2 separate regions of the Sus scrofa genome follow, and region 1 is linked to region 2. The links are chromatin contacts, called in public HiChIP or PLAC-seq maps. All regions are on one chromosome and are shown on one strand. The core of a region is the stretch at or near the end of the contact, and the rest is flanking DNA. Distances in the headings are between cores, read along the strand shown. Region 1 overlaps SYNE2 (nesprin-2). Region 2 overlaps SYNE2 (nesprin-2).

Region 1 (7,865 bases), core at 4,750-7,249, 97 kb after region 2:
TATCCAGCACACCGTCTCAGGGTTAAGCCTATTTAAGGATGGAAACCTTGCCACTCCCCCTCCTTCCCCCTCCCCCTAGCTAATCCCAGAGCACCACTGCAGACGGTACTAATCAATCACAATCCTTGTTCCTGCCAGGCCTGGACTCAGGTTCAGAAGTCTTTTCACCCTTGGTATTCTGAGGAGCCACTACCAAATTTATTAGAGTTGGCAAAAGAAAGAAATTCTACTTGCAATTCTAGGATTCATCCCATTAAGTGTCCTATTATTCGTCCGGAAAAGAAAATCATGACTGATTTACAAGATCACATTTCCCTTCATTTTTGTTACTGCTGAGGAAAAGCACCTAAAGCACAGTTGCTACCTGTGTCTGAAGAGTATTTGCTTCTTGACGCAGGTCTTCAAGTTGGGTGGTGTAAGTTTTCAATTCTTCAGGTGTGGGAGATCTAAAGTTATAGACGCTCACACTGGGTAGAACACTCATATTTGCAGCAATCTGTTTGAAAAAGGGAAATCCTATTACAAAGAGTTTGAGATCGTGTTAATGTTAATGTAAAACATCAAGGATACCTTAACGGGCTATCTTCTGAGTTACCTTCCTTGGTAATGTTTTTGTCTACTTTGTCATTTATAAGAAAAAATAATTAACTCATTAAATTAAATTTTAAATATTGTGGACAGCTTTAAAAAGTCATGACAGGCTTTCCTTAGACACTTGAGGGTCCATTTAGATAATGAGGGGAAAACTCTAATTTGAAAAACAGAGCAGGAGTTCCCATCGTGGTTCAGTGATTAACGAATCCGACTAGGAACCATAAGGTTGCAGGTTCGATCCCTGGCCTTGCTCAGTAGGTTAAGGATCTGGCGTTGCCGTGAGCTGTGGTGTAGGCTGCAGATACAGCTCGGATCCCGAGTTGCTGTGGCTCTGGTGTAGGACGGCGGCTACAGCTCTGATTCAACCCCTAGCCTGGAAGCCTCCATATGCCGGGGGAGTGGCCCAAGAAATGGCAAAAAGACCAAAAAAAAAAAAAAAAAAAAAAAAACACACACAAAAAAAGAAAAGAAAAACAGCAGAATCACTAATCTTTCAATTTAGTAGTGATACTCCCCCTGTGTCAGGTTAGTTGTTTCTTTTCCCATTTACTAGTAGACTCCTAGCATATAACCAACTCCTAAAGTAGAATAGAGTCACCTCCAAAGTCTGATTTGCATCTTGATTTGTTATTGAAAAGCTAAATAATTACCGAAAGTGATCTGTGACTTCAGAAAGGAAAAGGATACAGTTAATTTCTTTCCCAAATTGGAAAACTAACATATATGAAGAAATAGGATGGGGTAGTAGATGAATTCACCAGGTGGGAGGGTGGAGAATCCCCTCTTGGAGAAAGAACAACATGCATGTCATGGTGTGCAGGACAAGGAGAAACAAAGACTATGGACTATGGCCCTGGCCTACCCATGAACTGGAGTCATCTGACCAACTTTAAATGGTCAAATGAGGTTACTGGCAGAATAGAAGAGAAATGAAAAGTTCCCAGCAGACTAGGGAATTGGGAATTCATCAGTAACCTTTGCCTAGGCAATCTGAGTGCAAAGTTGAAGTCAGAAGCTTGACTGCTGGGAGCAATGGTGCTCTTCTGCTCAGTGGCTCCCTGCTTAAGAGAGAAATCCACAATAGCTGGAACAGCATGAATATACCCTTGTAATGGCAATATAAGGCATGATAAGGTGTGCAGGTGAGAATACCTATAGACAGGTACCATCAGCCAGGGGCTGGCACACTGCACATTCCAAATAATCTTTTGATGGACGAATGACACACATATAGCACTATATCATTTTTTTTTTTTTTGGTCATCCCCACGGCATGCAAAAATTCCCAGGCTAGGGACTGAACTCAAGCCATAAGCAGTAACCTGAACCACAGCAATGAAACCAGCTCTTTAACTACTAGGCCACCAGGGAATGTATGTTTTTCACATATATTATTCATTACATTTATAGTAACGGCAATTTTATGATGTTTCAGGTACTGTGCCAGGCACTCAAATGTGAACCAGGCAGACATGGTCTTTCTTCTCATGCCTTGTAATGGGCAATGTAGACAAATCAACAGGTGCACAGTGGATCAGGATTAGGGAAGCCCAGAGTGCTTCTGTGCTACAGGGGAACTGAAGAGGAGCACAGACTACAGATTTACAGGAAGGTGAACAGGGACAACCAACTATGAAAATCCTGCTGGCATCTTTGCTTTCTGCAAGTAAACTACTACACAATGCAGAACACGCATGCATGTTTAATAAATGCTTATTGTATTTTCAAAGACACAAACACGTTCCTCTATACTGTGTGCACACAGGCTGACCTGGGGCTGCACAGGCTGAGGTGGAGGGAGCCTTGTCTTTGATGAGAGTTCATGATGTAAATATTGCCACTTATCTCCACTTTGGCCCTGGGCTGACAAGACCGAGTCTGGAGCATCATTTTCAGGGCTAGATGCTTTACTGCTTTTAAGGGAAAACAAAAGGTGAAAAGAATAATCATCATACACAAATTTTATTACATTCGGATAATGTTTTATAAGTGATAGTAAAACAAACACTCCTGATTCTCCCAACCATAAAACTACTGTATAATGTCTAATTCTTTAAAAATACTTGCCTCACAGATGATGTCTGAGTCGTATCCTTAGCATGTTGGCAATACTGGACCCACATTTTGTTAGCATTAAATTCTATGAATTTGATTAAATCATTCCGTTCCATTGGTTTTAACTCCAGAACCTATAATTGAATAGGATTCAAATGGTCCAATGAATCAAAGTTTTCAAATAGCACCCAAAGGTTTCCTTGGTTGGGATCATGTGATTTGGAACCACTTCCTAAATCATTATTTACTTCTCTTCCTTGCTTGCTTGTTCTCATTAACTTTTATTTTTCAAAAAACTATTTAAAACAGTCTTACAGTGACCAAGTATTGTTTGCTATATACTACACACATGGAAAATCACCAAAAATATACTAATATATTTTGAAACAATAGGGAAAGAAGTGTTGGAGTTACAGAGGTTAAGTTTACTCTGAAGACATTTGCTTAGTGCGGTGTAAGTGCAAGTTAATGGAGTTCCTGTCATCGCGCAGCGGAAACGAATCCAACTAGGAACCATGAGGTTTTGGGTTCAATCCCTGGCCTCGCTCAGTGGGTTAAGGATCCAGCGTTGCCGTGAGCTGTGGTGTGGGTCGCAGAAGCAGCTCAGATCTGGAGTTGCTGTGGCTCCGGTGTAGGCCGGTGGCAACAGCTCCAATTAGATCCCCTAGCCTGGGAATCTCCATATGCTGCGGGTGCAGCCCTAAAAAAGATGCAAGTTGTTAAAGCAGCCACACACACAAGTTCAAGTGTCCCCAGATGTAGTAGATGAAAACAAAGTAGGTGCTGTAGCAAACACTCAAAACCCCGAGGTGCTGCACACCCACACATTAAACTTTCTATGAAGTCACATAAGAAAACACTCCCATGGCTGGTCAGTTTTTATTTCAATGGGAAATTCCATGTAGAAACCTTTATTCTTATCCTTATAACTGTTGGGCTGAAATTACCTGTTGTTGTTGGAAATCTTTTTGTCTGCTGAATTGTGGCCTTTCAGTTACAATAGATTCAAATTCAGAAAGGTTATCTGGTTGGAGAACTTTCTGATGCTCTGAAGATTTCTTTAGAATGGTAGAATTCTGCAAAACATTTTATGACGGCAGGCTATTTATTTACAATGGTGACCCACTTTATTTCAAATCCAGTAAGACTACAAAATGGAACATTTCACAGGAATTAAATGATTATATTCTGTTAATTATAGTAATTACATACTACGATTTAATGTATTTATTTCATAAGAACTCCAAAACCCACTACAGTTGATGACGTGATCATTTTATCATTTTCTCAACTTAATTCCTCCTATAAATTACTAAAAGCCAGGAAATCCATTGCCCTTTTTTCTTAGAGCAAAATGAAGAAAACAGACATAGTATTATGCTTTTGAACTCAAATTTCCCCTATGTCTAAAGTAGACATTTATCATACATTAGTAGATATTTTTTAAAGAGAGAGAACATATGAGGATAAAAGGGATTCCATATAGCCGGTGTAGCTGAAGCTGATCTTATTTCTGTGAATGCAAGTCCTGTAAGTAGAAACCATCATCTTATAAGTAGAGATGTAAATCTTACATAGTAAGATCCTACTCATAGAGCATATTTGCATTTATATACACAGAATGCTTTTAAAAGTCACTAGAACACTTTAACTGTATGGTACTTTGATCAGTATATATAAATATTTTAAATGAATAACAAAAGTACCCTGGAAACAGGTTTTTGTGTTTCTGATGTCAAATTTTAAGCTTATCTATAAAGAATTCATTTTCCAGTCAATTGGAGTCACACAATTCATTTAAAATACATATTTCTTTTATGAGGAAGGCTTGCATGGACTTCAGTATCAGCAAGAACAAGCTACCCAGTCAAGCCAACTCCAATCAATACCATCACTAACAACAACCTAGATGGAAAAACTGCACAGCAAAATGAAACCAACAACAAAATCCAGGGCAGCCATTCCTGACAGCTTTCTGAGGCTTAATTCTTTCTCACTTAGAATAATTCCTCTGTAGGTATTTCCTTACCTCCATCCAGAGTTCTTACTGATGGATCCATCTGAGCGTATACATACATGTCCATCTACCCATGTGTCTGTCTACATACATATCTGTACACAGCCATACTTTACCTGCTCCTCATTGTATTTCTCCTGAAGCATCATCTGAACTTTTTCCAAATTGCACTTCACAGTTTTTAGTTTCAAGGAAAGTGCTTCCGCCTCCTGTTGAGTGGCCCCGCTATCCCCCAGGCCCTGATCTTTGCAGTTCTCTAACAGAGAGGCAACCTTGTGCTCAATCTCTGTCAGCATAGCCTAGGAAATAAAATCATCTAATTATTCATAGTTTTAATCCTGAATAAGCATTACACCCCAAAATAAGTTAGGTTTACACTCTCTACCTAAGTGGATAGAAGAACTCCATGGGAGTTCCCACTGTGGCTCAGCAGTAACGGACCCAACTAGTATACATGAGGATTCAGGTTCAACCCCTGGCCTCACTGTGGGTTAAGGAGCCAGGGTTGTTGTGACCTGTGGTCTAGGTTGCAGACATGGCTCGGATCCCACGCTGTTGTGGCATAGGCTGGTAGCTGTAGCTCTGATTCGACCCCTAGCCTGGAAACTTCCATATGCCGCAACTTTGGCCCTAAAAAAAAAAAAAAAAAAGTACCGGGAACACAGTTTGGAAGGGACTTTGGGGGGAAAAAACCCTCCACATAATCCCTCTGGTTTTCAATCCCAGGACAACCAAACCAACCCCAAATTGCAGTGGTCACTCTCTTAAATAATCTAAAACCAGTTATTCTACATTCCTTTTAGAAAATATGGCTGAGTGTACCCAGTACCCCACAGTGGTTAAGAACAGACACTGGAACTGTACTACTTGGGTTCAGATCCCAGCCCTGCCAGTTAGTAGCTGGGAAAACTCGGGCACCTTACATTGTGTGGTTGTGCCTCTAGCCATCTGTAAAATGGGGACAATAACAGAATTTAACTCCTGGGGTCACTTTGAGAGGCTAGAGTTAAATCCACATACCTTGGGCAGTGCTTGATTCATCGTCTGTGTCAACTATCATTATATTTCCCCACCTTTCTAACCTTTTTCTGTTGCAATCCAAGTGTTGAGTGGTATTAAAAAAAAAAAAAAAAAGAATTCCAGAGAATCCTTCGAAAATTCTTCCCCATTCTCTTTTCCTGCTCTTTCTCAAGCCAAATAAGCTTCTAAAATATTAGAAGAAGACCACAGAAAACATAACCAGGAAGCTAAAACACTTAGTCATTGATACAGCTGGCCAACTTATAGCTGGGCCTAAAAATAAATCAGGAGGATGAAGTAAGTTTCCCAGTAAGTCACCGTCATTGTTTTCCTCCTCAGCAGATCAAGTTTGCCCTCTCCTGAGGCTCAGTAGCCTCAACATAGTAGCCCAACTGGCTGGGCACACAAGTAGAGCAGCAGCGTTCAGATTCGCATTCCAGCAATGTGACTACTTGTGCTAAAATCATGTGTGACTAAGAGCAAGTTTAAGTCCTTGGGAGAAACTTAAGGAAATACTTTAAATACTTAATTCTTTTTGTTTTGTTTTCGTTTCTTTGTTGGTTTTTTTTCTTTTCAGGGTCACACAAGCAGCATATGGAAGTTCCCAGGCTAGGGGTCAAATTGGAGATGCAGCTGCCAGCCCACACCATAGCCACAGCAATGCCAGATCCGAGCCACATCTACAACCTACACCACAGCTCACGGCAAAGCTGGATCCTTAACCCACTGAGTGAGGCCAGGGATTGAACTCACGTCCTCATGGATACTAGTCAGGTTCTTAACCCGCTGAACCACAACGGGAACTGCAGAAATACTCTACTCTTAATATAAATTTTCAAGTAACAAACTTAAAACATCTCCATCCAAGCAAATTACTTGTATCCTCCATCTATAGACTCTTCTAAGCATGAACAATACGAGCACAAAGATTTTAGAGTGGCTATAAACAAAGTACACTGTAATATTATGCTCTTTCTCCATAATGTATACTTTTCCATGTATCTACATACGTGTGCTTCATGATTCCCATTTTAATAGCTGCAAGTGAATATTGCAGATTCTCTTCACCTTCCTATCATTAAGTCTTTAAACCATCTCCAGTTCTTCACTTTTGTAATCAATGCTGGCGTATTTTTCTCCTTTTGGGGTTATTTTCAGAGGGTAAATTTAAAGTAATGGGATTATTGGGCTAAAAAGATGCACATTTTATCTGCCGATAGTGAACTCCCCCCAACATTTAACTAAATTGGCAGACATTAGTGAATCTATTTCTCCAGAGTTTTCCAGGATGAAATAATTTTTGTCAAGGTAATGTAGGAACAAAACAACAGTTGTTTTGACTCATATGTCTTTAATAATCAAGGCTGAATATTTCCTTTCAAATATTAAGTTACTGCATATAATTTTTTCTTGACTGCTCTCTTTGCTCCTATCCTTTGGAGATTTTCTCTGGGAACTTAGTGTTTTTACAGACCACTCTAAGGCTTTTTACAGGTTTCAGTATTAAACCGTATGGCCAGGTGTTATGCAAATGAGTCAAAGTCGGCCCCTATATATTGACTCTTATGTTGTTTATTTCTTCACAGCGGGTGAGGACATTAGCTCATATTTCACTGGTACCAGACTCACAACTGGACCCCCACCTCTGCGAGCTGTGGTGAAGACAAGCAGGTGCTCTAATGCCCTACCTCTGCTGTCCTTCAGAGCTCCCTGACATCACCTAGACACAGAAGCCCCTCTGGATCCCCATTCCCCTGGAGCCCCCTGTCTCTTCCCCTTGTGGGTGGTGGCCCCACCAGCCTCTTGCCAAAGCCTCTGGAAGGTCTCCTGCCAATGAGAGACCTCCAAGTCCCTCCAGATCCCTCCAAAATGCTGCTGAAAAAAGCTCCCTATGTGCTACCGCCCCCTTGTGGCCATGTCTTTTCCCAGAGCAGCCCTCAAATCCTTGGACTTGATACCAGTGGCCAGATGGGATTCGGGTGATGATCAAGGAACTAACTGGCTTTGGAGTCTTCTCAGGCAGAAGGATGATTGATTGGAAGATCACTTCAGATGGCCTTAAGTGCCTGGGTCTCAACAGGTGGAAGGCTGCAAGTTCAGATCAGAGGAGCGCTGCTCTGTGCCATATTACACTCTTTTCTACACTCCCCTGCATCTCATCAGCTAGGCCATGTGGTGG
Region 2 (7,114 bases), core at 4,234-6,733:
ATACCACAAATAGCTTCAAGTTTCTGTACCAACCCCCACCCCCATGGCCAAACAGTTAAGCAAAAACTTGAAGCATCACTTTAAATGTGAAAAGTCTTATAAAATTAACTTACAAAAATGGCCCTATCAAGTCTGTAGTTTGGCATTTTCTGTACATTAGTCAAAAGCTCAAGCTAAAATCTGTTTTTTAAAAAATCAAAGTTTACATTATTCATACAGATTCTGCATTGTTAAAAAATATGCACAAATAACCACATCCATGCAATATAATTCTTTAAAAATTTAAAGCAATACAAAAGAGCAGACCTAAGTACTGAACAGAATATTTTGGTTTTATAACCTGTAGCTCAAGACTGCTAGCTGATTGGAGTCAAATTAATTCTAAATATTTTAAATATGATTGTTTCAATCAGCCAAGGGTGCAGGGGAGTTTCTGAACCATTTCTAATGCAGAATCTGCTTCTCTCTGTCATATATATTCTTCAATGCATACTACTGTCCACTGACCATATTCACCGTATTTTAATAACATGGTCTGACAACAGGTTGACAAAGCACTTGGTCTTCAAAACTGTAGTTTCCCGAGTCCCAAAACCAAGCACCTAGCTTTGCTGAACTGCTGGGGTGAGTGTGCCCAGATCCCCTGCCCCGAGTCCTGAGAGAGCTCCCTGGTCACTGCCAGAGGGAGGTGTCCGTAGGAGGCAGGTCCCTGGACCAGCGCTCAGGTCCCTCACAGACTGGTCCAGGGCTGCGGGCTGGGCCTCTACGTGGGGGCGGCCCGTTGGTATACCTCAGCATGGGGTAGAAGGACCTGGCAAAGTTATTGGCCTGAGTGCAGCTGTAGTCCTCCACGGAGGCGGGCAGCAGGCAGGCCAGGAGCAGCAGCAGCAGAAGCAGCAGCTGGAGGGGCAGCGCCGCCCAGATCACCCTCGAGAGGAAGGAGCGTGGGGCCCTCGAGCTGTTGGGGTGGGTGGAGCTGGGCACCCTGCCGACACAGGAGGGCCAGGGTGAGCGCAGGTTCCCAGGGCAAAACCCACTCCCGTCACCTGCCCCCTGCTGTGTCAAGACAGCTGGCCCAGGGCCTGAGGTTAAAATGCAGCCCACAGCCAGGGTTCAGCTGTAGAAGAGAAGCCTGCCCCTCCACAGAGAAGAAAGCCAGCTTCTCCCAAGACCTTGTCAGAGGCCTTGGCAAAGGCACTGAGGTAAGAGTGGACCAGGGATGCTGTTACCTGCTGTCTGTCCTGTTCTTGTCTCTTCTAGTTCTCTCTGCTCTGAGCTGCAGTGTAAAAATAACCCAGTTAGTAAACTGAAAATAGCTTAGTTCTGCAAATGATAAAACATTCTTCCTTCTTAAATCAGACACCTTCCTGAGGTGGTTTCCTGCCAAGCTTTCGAGACTAGAGCGCTTACACCTGAGATTACACCCAAGGAGCGCAGAAAGCACTGGGCTTAACTGTTGAGACTTTCACCTTCCAGCCTGCTGGCCTGTTGCTGACGGAGAGATCAGGAGGCCCCTTGAGCACTGTGGGAAGGGCTTCCATCCTCCCTCCCCCACACTGTCCCAAGAAAGAGTGCTGAGCAGAAGACAGCCTTGGAGCTGGGTCTTTACAAGTGCATTAAAATTTTTGGAGCAAGCCCATCAACAGACTAGCAGGTTGAACAGATCCGTGCTATCAGGCATCTCAGTGACTGAGGTGTAATAGTGCTGTCCCCTGGCAGAAGGGCGCTCACCTTGGCTTCAGATGCTGGTGACGATGCTGCTACAGGCTCTTCAGGGTTGGCCTCATCCAAGCTAGGCAGGGATGAGCCCAGGTTCTGAAATCCACACCCCGAGAATTGAGTTTGTGGAAGCAGACTCTGAACAGTCTCAAGAGCATAAAAACATGCCTCCTGCAGGCTCTTCATCATTCCACTGCCCTCTCCCAACCCTGAGCTTCTTGAGGGAGGGTGTCTTCCTTCTGTGCTCATCCCCTCCCAGAGAGCCTTTCTCACCGTCAAGGGGAGATAAACAAGGAGAGGCTGGCCACCTGCACCCCACATTGGTTATGGGGGGATGAGTTTGGCAGCAGCAGGGAAACAGAAACAGTGTGACAGCGAGCTGGCTGGAGGTGACACCATCACGTGGCCGGACATGTGTACTCCAGTGGGAAGGGGCCAGACCGAGAGATACCTGTGGAGTCTGCTGTTCTGAGCTGGAGCACATTTTAGAGAAGAAGGTAGACCTATGAGAGTGGTCAGAAGAGACCCACCAGGTCAAGGAGAGGACGAGGGGACTGTCCCGTGAGAAAAGTGAAGACACAGAGGGACCTGGCCTGTCTTTCATGACCCTAGCCATGTTGATGGGTACTGTTGTTGGTTCCCTCTTACAAGTGACAGCACGGCTTCCAAGAGCTTTGGTCACTTGTCATGGCCACGACACACACAGCTAGAAAGGGGCACAACCCCACTGGGGCCACGTGCATGCAGCCTCCCTCCGCTAGCAAGGCTGCAGCACCACTCTCCCATTTGCCTCCACAAGGACATCTTCATATTTAAAAGCCACAAAGGGGGAGTTCCCGTAGTGGCACAGCGGTAACAAATCCGATAAGGAACCATGAGGTTGAGAGTTCAATCCCTGGCCTCGCTCAATGGGTTAAGGATCTGGCATTGCCATGAGTTATGGTGCAGGTTGCAGACACGGTTCGGATCTGATGTTGCTGTGGCCGTGGTGTACGCCAGCAGCTACAGCGCCAATCAGACCCCTAGCCTGGGAACCTCCATATGCCGCAGGTGTGGCCCTAAAAAGACAAAAATAAACGCCACAAGGGGACTCACCTGGCTCCCCTCCAGGGACATTAAGTCCTGGGACACTTGCTCCAATAACTGTTTGAATTTCTTCTCAATCACATGGACCTTCTCTTCAGCCTCAATGTAGTCTTCCCCATGCCCCTTGGTAAGCAGGCTGTTGGAAATCTCTCGTAAGGAACTTACTTGAGGTTGACGTGCCACAAGCTCCTTTTCCAGTTGCTAAAAATACAGAAGTGTAAAATAATTGCTTACTGAAAGGGAAGATAGTGTGGCTGGAAGAAGCTTCCTCAGTGCCAGGAAAGGTCCAGGATGAACTCAACTCCAGAACCACCTTCTCCTCCTACCTGCCTTTCTGTCCTTGGACTTGGCATCACTTAGCTTATACCTGACTTACTTTTCATTCCTTCTTGTTCTGGAGGCAACTGCAGTGCTGGAGGAAGTAGAGGAGAGGAGTGAGGGGTGATATGAGAAGACTGAGCCCTCATCCACCATGGCAGGAAGCCAAGGGAAAGTCTGGAGTGGATAACTTGGGAAAGCACAGCTTTACGGAAACCATTTAGAAATACAGAGGTAGTGGGTGAGTCCGCTTTATTGTCTTGCTTGATGTTTAATCTGATGGCCACTGGACCACATACACATAGTATTAAAAGCTCAGTTCTGGTCACAAGAGCCACATTTCAAGTGCTCAGTTGCTACCTGTGGCTGGTGGCTGTCACGGTGAACAGTGCAGATGGGGAACATTTCCATCGCTGCACAAAGTTCCATTAGAGCTGCTCTGGATTGTGGGGCTTTACAAAGATTTTAGTACAAAAACACATGTTTTAAACAATGTCCAGCGCTTTGATTAAATTTAAAATATTTAAAATTAAACCAGATATAAAATACGTGAATAAAAATGTCACCTTGAGTGCACATGAGAATATATGTCTCATGTTGGCTTGTTGGTGAAATAAATATATGAAAGCACAACTACCCTCCCAGAAGAAAGTCTGTGCCATGTGGATATAGAAACTCATACAGCTGTCCTCCTGGCTGTGGGGCAACTGAACATCCGGATTCCCCCCAAAATAGCTGTATTTACAGGATACTGCTGAACACCTAGACCCCCAGTTCCTGAGTCTTGAAGACTTCCTGCTCTGGACCACAGCTTTTCACTCCTGCATCATTCCGCATGAGAACTGCAAAGGATCCTCAGCAGCCACCACCAGGAACACGAGGACCAGAACACCCTCAGAGCGCTATTTTCAGGAAGGCCAGGTGAGGGCACCCAAGTACTGACCTCCTGAGCAGCCCAGTTGTAGCGCAGGACCCTGGCAGTGTAACCTACCGTGAGTTCTTCCCGACACACCAGGAGAGCCTGATGGTTCGCCTCTGGGTCACGGATGTGAGCCTTCTGCCTCTGGCTCTCGGCACTCGCTAACCACAGCAGCAGATTTTGACTCAAGTGGTGGAAATCCTTAAAAACAAAGACATGGGGAGTTCCTGTCATGGCTCAGTGGTTAAGGACTCCGACTAGGAACCATGAGGTTGCGGTTCAATCCCTGGCCTTGCTCAGTGGGTTAAGGATCCAGCATTGCCCTGAGCTGTGGTGTAGGTTGCAGACGCAGCTTGGACTCTGTGTTGCTGTGGCTCTGGTGTAGGCCGGTGGCTACAGCTCTGATTGGACCCCTAGCCTGGGAATCTCCATATGCCACAGGAGTGGCCCTAGAAAAGGCAAAAGGACAAAAAAAAAAAAAAAAAAAAAGAAATGGTTGCTTTGCTCTTAGAACTATGAGGGCAGGTGTGCTGGGAAGCAGCTTGCTGCTTCTAATCCATCATCATCGTCTGCTCTTCTGGTCTTTATCCAGTGAATAAAAGGGCCAGAGTTAAACTAAATGCCAGGCCCCAAACAAAGGACATCAGAAAAGGAGAACATGCTGGGCATAGACCCAGGACGCGCAAGAAGGGTTCTCTCAAGTGAAAAGTGCTGGCAGAAAGGTGGGCTTCAGAATGCTCCACCTGACATCACGTAGGGCCCACACAAATTATTCCACAAATTTGCTAATTCAATGGTCACGCGAGACACCCTGACAAAACAGGCTGCTCATGGGCTCACGATCTTGAAGATGGAATCAGAGCTAACCTGGGCTGGGCATTTACTATGTGTCAGGAGCTGGGTCAAGGTTACAGAATGTGGTCCCAAAAAGAATCCTGTGAAGCAGGCACTGGAATTATTCCCATCTTCAGATAAGAAAACTGAGTCTGAAATGTTCAGTGATTGGCCCACAGCCTCACAGCTATTAAATTTAGCTGCAGAGCTGGGTTCAACTGCTCCCTGTTCCAGGGCAAGATTGCTCAGTCACTCTGCTATCTAGCCTTCCTGGCGGAAGGATAGATTGGGGGGGGGGGCGATATTGATGTGACATCTCCAGCCTCCCAAGGAGCTAGCTGGCACCCTCTCACTATGAGCAGGTCTGCACCTGGGTGGGAAACAAATGCAGGGCAAGAAGCAGGTCTCTGAGACAGTAGGTGGGCCTCTGGAAACAGATGGGGAGCACATGCTTCCTAATATGAGCCATATTTGGCTGCATCCAAGTGGCCCGATGTTGATAAAAATATCTGCCTCTCCCACCCACGTGGGCCTGGCTGTGGGGCCTCCGGGTGCTGAGCTGGCATACCTGGCACTGCATGAGCGACTGTCGTAAGCCCTCCCTCCAGCTCTCCACCGCCTCCTGGGCCGCGTCCCAGCGCAGGCTCAGCTGGCTGACTCGATCTTGGAGCTCTTTGGAGTCGGCACTCTCGGTCTGCAGAAATTCCTTGCTGCTCACATTGACAGAGACCAGCAAAGCCTTGTGGGTGTTAAAGGCTTTTACTATCTCCTATGGAAGAGAGAAGAGACTGGGTGAGGTGCTCTCAAAACAGGGATGAGGATCATTTTGAACCTCAGTGGGGAATGGATCTTCCAAATCCTTCTCCAAGCCACAGCCCCAGATACGAGGGTGACGTCGCCTGTGACTGGCTGGGGAGCATCAGGGGAGGGAGCTGCCTTACAAGGTCACCAGCTTGGCTGGGCAGCTGACGGACTGAGAATGGAGGCCTGACTCCTGGAGGACTGGCTATACTGGGGGCATGAACAGACCCTGCTGACCTCCAGTTGGCTTCATGATGACATTTCCGAATCAGATTAAAAGTCTTCTGGGTAAAGCACCGTTATCCTAAATTTGCCCCTAATGTCCCAGAAGTGCCATTCTTTAGGATGAAGGGTAAGCACAAAGTAAAACAGTAGTACGTGCGTGAAGATGGCCTGGATACCCCTAACCCCTTCCCTGGGTTCTCCCAGGAGCCCGGGCTCATGTTCTGAGCACCCACAAAGTGTAGGCTCAAGGTGCACCCCCACCCACCATGGCCCGTCAGTTCCAATGGGGCAAGGGCTGACTGTGTGGGTGACAGAGCCTAACTGGGTAGCAGAGTAACCATCTCAGGCCACTGAACTCATCAATAGGTGAGCTGTCCTACTCCCCCACCCCAAATGTGCCACCCCTGCTCCTGCCTGTACACATTTGGAAGGGTGTTTTAAGCGGCCTGCCCATTGCCGCTAGTGCCTCCAGAAGAGTCTTGAGGCACCTCTGAGGTCAGAGCAGAGCCACACCTCCCCAGCACTGCTCTGGGCTTTGGGATCATCTGCAGGTGCGCCTCTGAAGAAAACACAAGCCTGCATCCGTGTCTCTGCCAGTTACAGACATGAAACAGAGGAGATGGACTGGTACACACACCATGCCCCAGTCGACCCTGATGCCACTAACAGATCAGACGTGCTCACCAGCACCACCAGCACTTACACCCGCCCTCACTCACCTTCAGCCTCTTCACTCGGAGTTCTATCTCCTGCATATCAGAGGGAGGCTCTGCCAACTTTAATGTCTCCAACTCTGCTTCAGTTTTTTCCAGCCAAGTGGTAATGTCGCTGATACTGGAGTTAAGCTGCTGCAAGTTTTGCTTTATTCTGAGTTTCTTGTGAAGTTCTTGTGCTTGGATCAGCTCCCATCTATCAAAGTCACCTGGAATAACAAGCCGCCAACAAAAAGAAGCAATCACGCAAGTAGATTTCTCTGCTTCCACCTAATTCAGGGTCACAGTGATAAAACCCATCAGGGATGCTGGTTCCAAGAGGCCCGGGGTTTGGAGGCTATCAACTTCCCTTGGTTGTGGAACAGCATGTTGCCCTCACTCTGGTTCAAGGCTGGGGCCGCTGCATTCCCAACAAAGGCTGGAACCAGGTGGGGGGCAGCTAGGAGGCCCAACATGTTGCCAACAGGTGCTGTACTCCCCATATGGTGCTCCAGTTCCT

The links. HiChIP or PLAC-seq counts read pairs in DNA pulled down with a chosen protein or histone mark.
Region 1: an H3K27ac HiChIP or PLAC-seq map of skeletal muscle shows a contact between it and region 2. The contact joins two enhancer-like sites. A contact is called at or near these places in 8 of 47 Hi-C or Micro-C datasets (embryonic fibroblasts, fetal heart ventricle, heart right ventricle and 2 more) and 1 of 2 datasets of contacts at active chromatin or transcription factors (skeletal muscle).

What each region holds. Positions count from the first base shown.
Region 1 is chr1:194,008,617-194,016,481 of Sscrofa11.1, forward strand. It overlaps SYNE2 (nesprin-2), which reads right to left. Exons shown (of 117, transcript XM_021074116.1): 68 at 4,783-4,965; 69 at 3,597-3,725; 70 at 2,662-2,783; 71 at 2,366-2,507; 72 at 365-496. Among named protein-coding and RNA genes, the nearest start is that of ESR2, 170 kb to the left of the region's middle. Within about 2 kb of position 6,000, at least 6 of the 83 cell types and tissues checked have an H3K27ac peak or open chromatin away from gene starts, as enhancers often do. A contact at or near this core is called in skeletal muscle, where this site is marked.
Region 2 is chr1:193,912,003-193,919,116 of Sscrofa11.1, forward strand. SYNE2 (nesprin-2) reads right to left here. Exons shown (of 117, transcript XM_021074116.1): 111 at 6,622-6,824; 112 at 5,445-5,645; 113 at 4,115-4,243; 114 at 2,815-3,006; 115 at 1,732-1,815; 116 at 1,230-1,276; 117 at 1-985. The coding sequence ends at 673. Among named protein-coding and RNA genes, the nearest start is that of ESR2, 71 kb to the left of the region's middle. Within about 2 kb of position 5,484, at least 14 of the 83 cell types and tissues checked have an H3K27ac peak or open chromatin away from gene starts, as enhancers often do. A contact at or near this core is called in skeletal muscle, where this site is marked.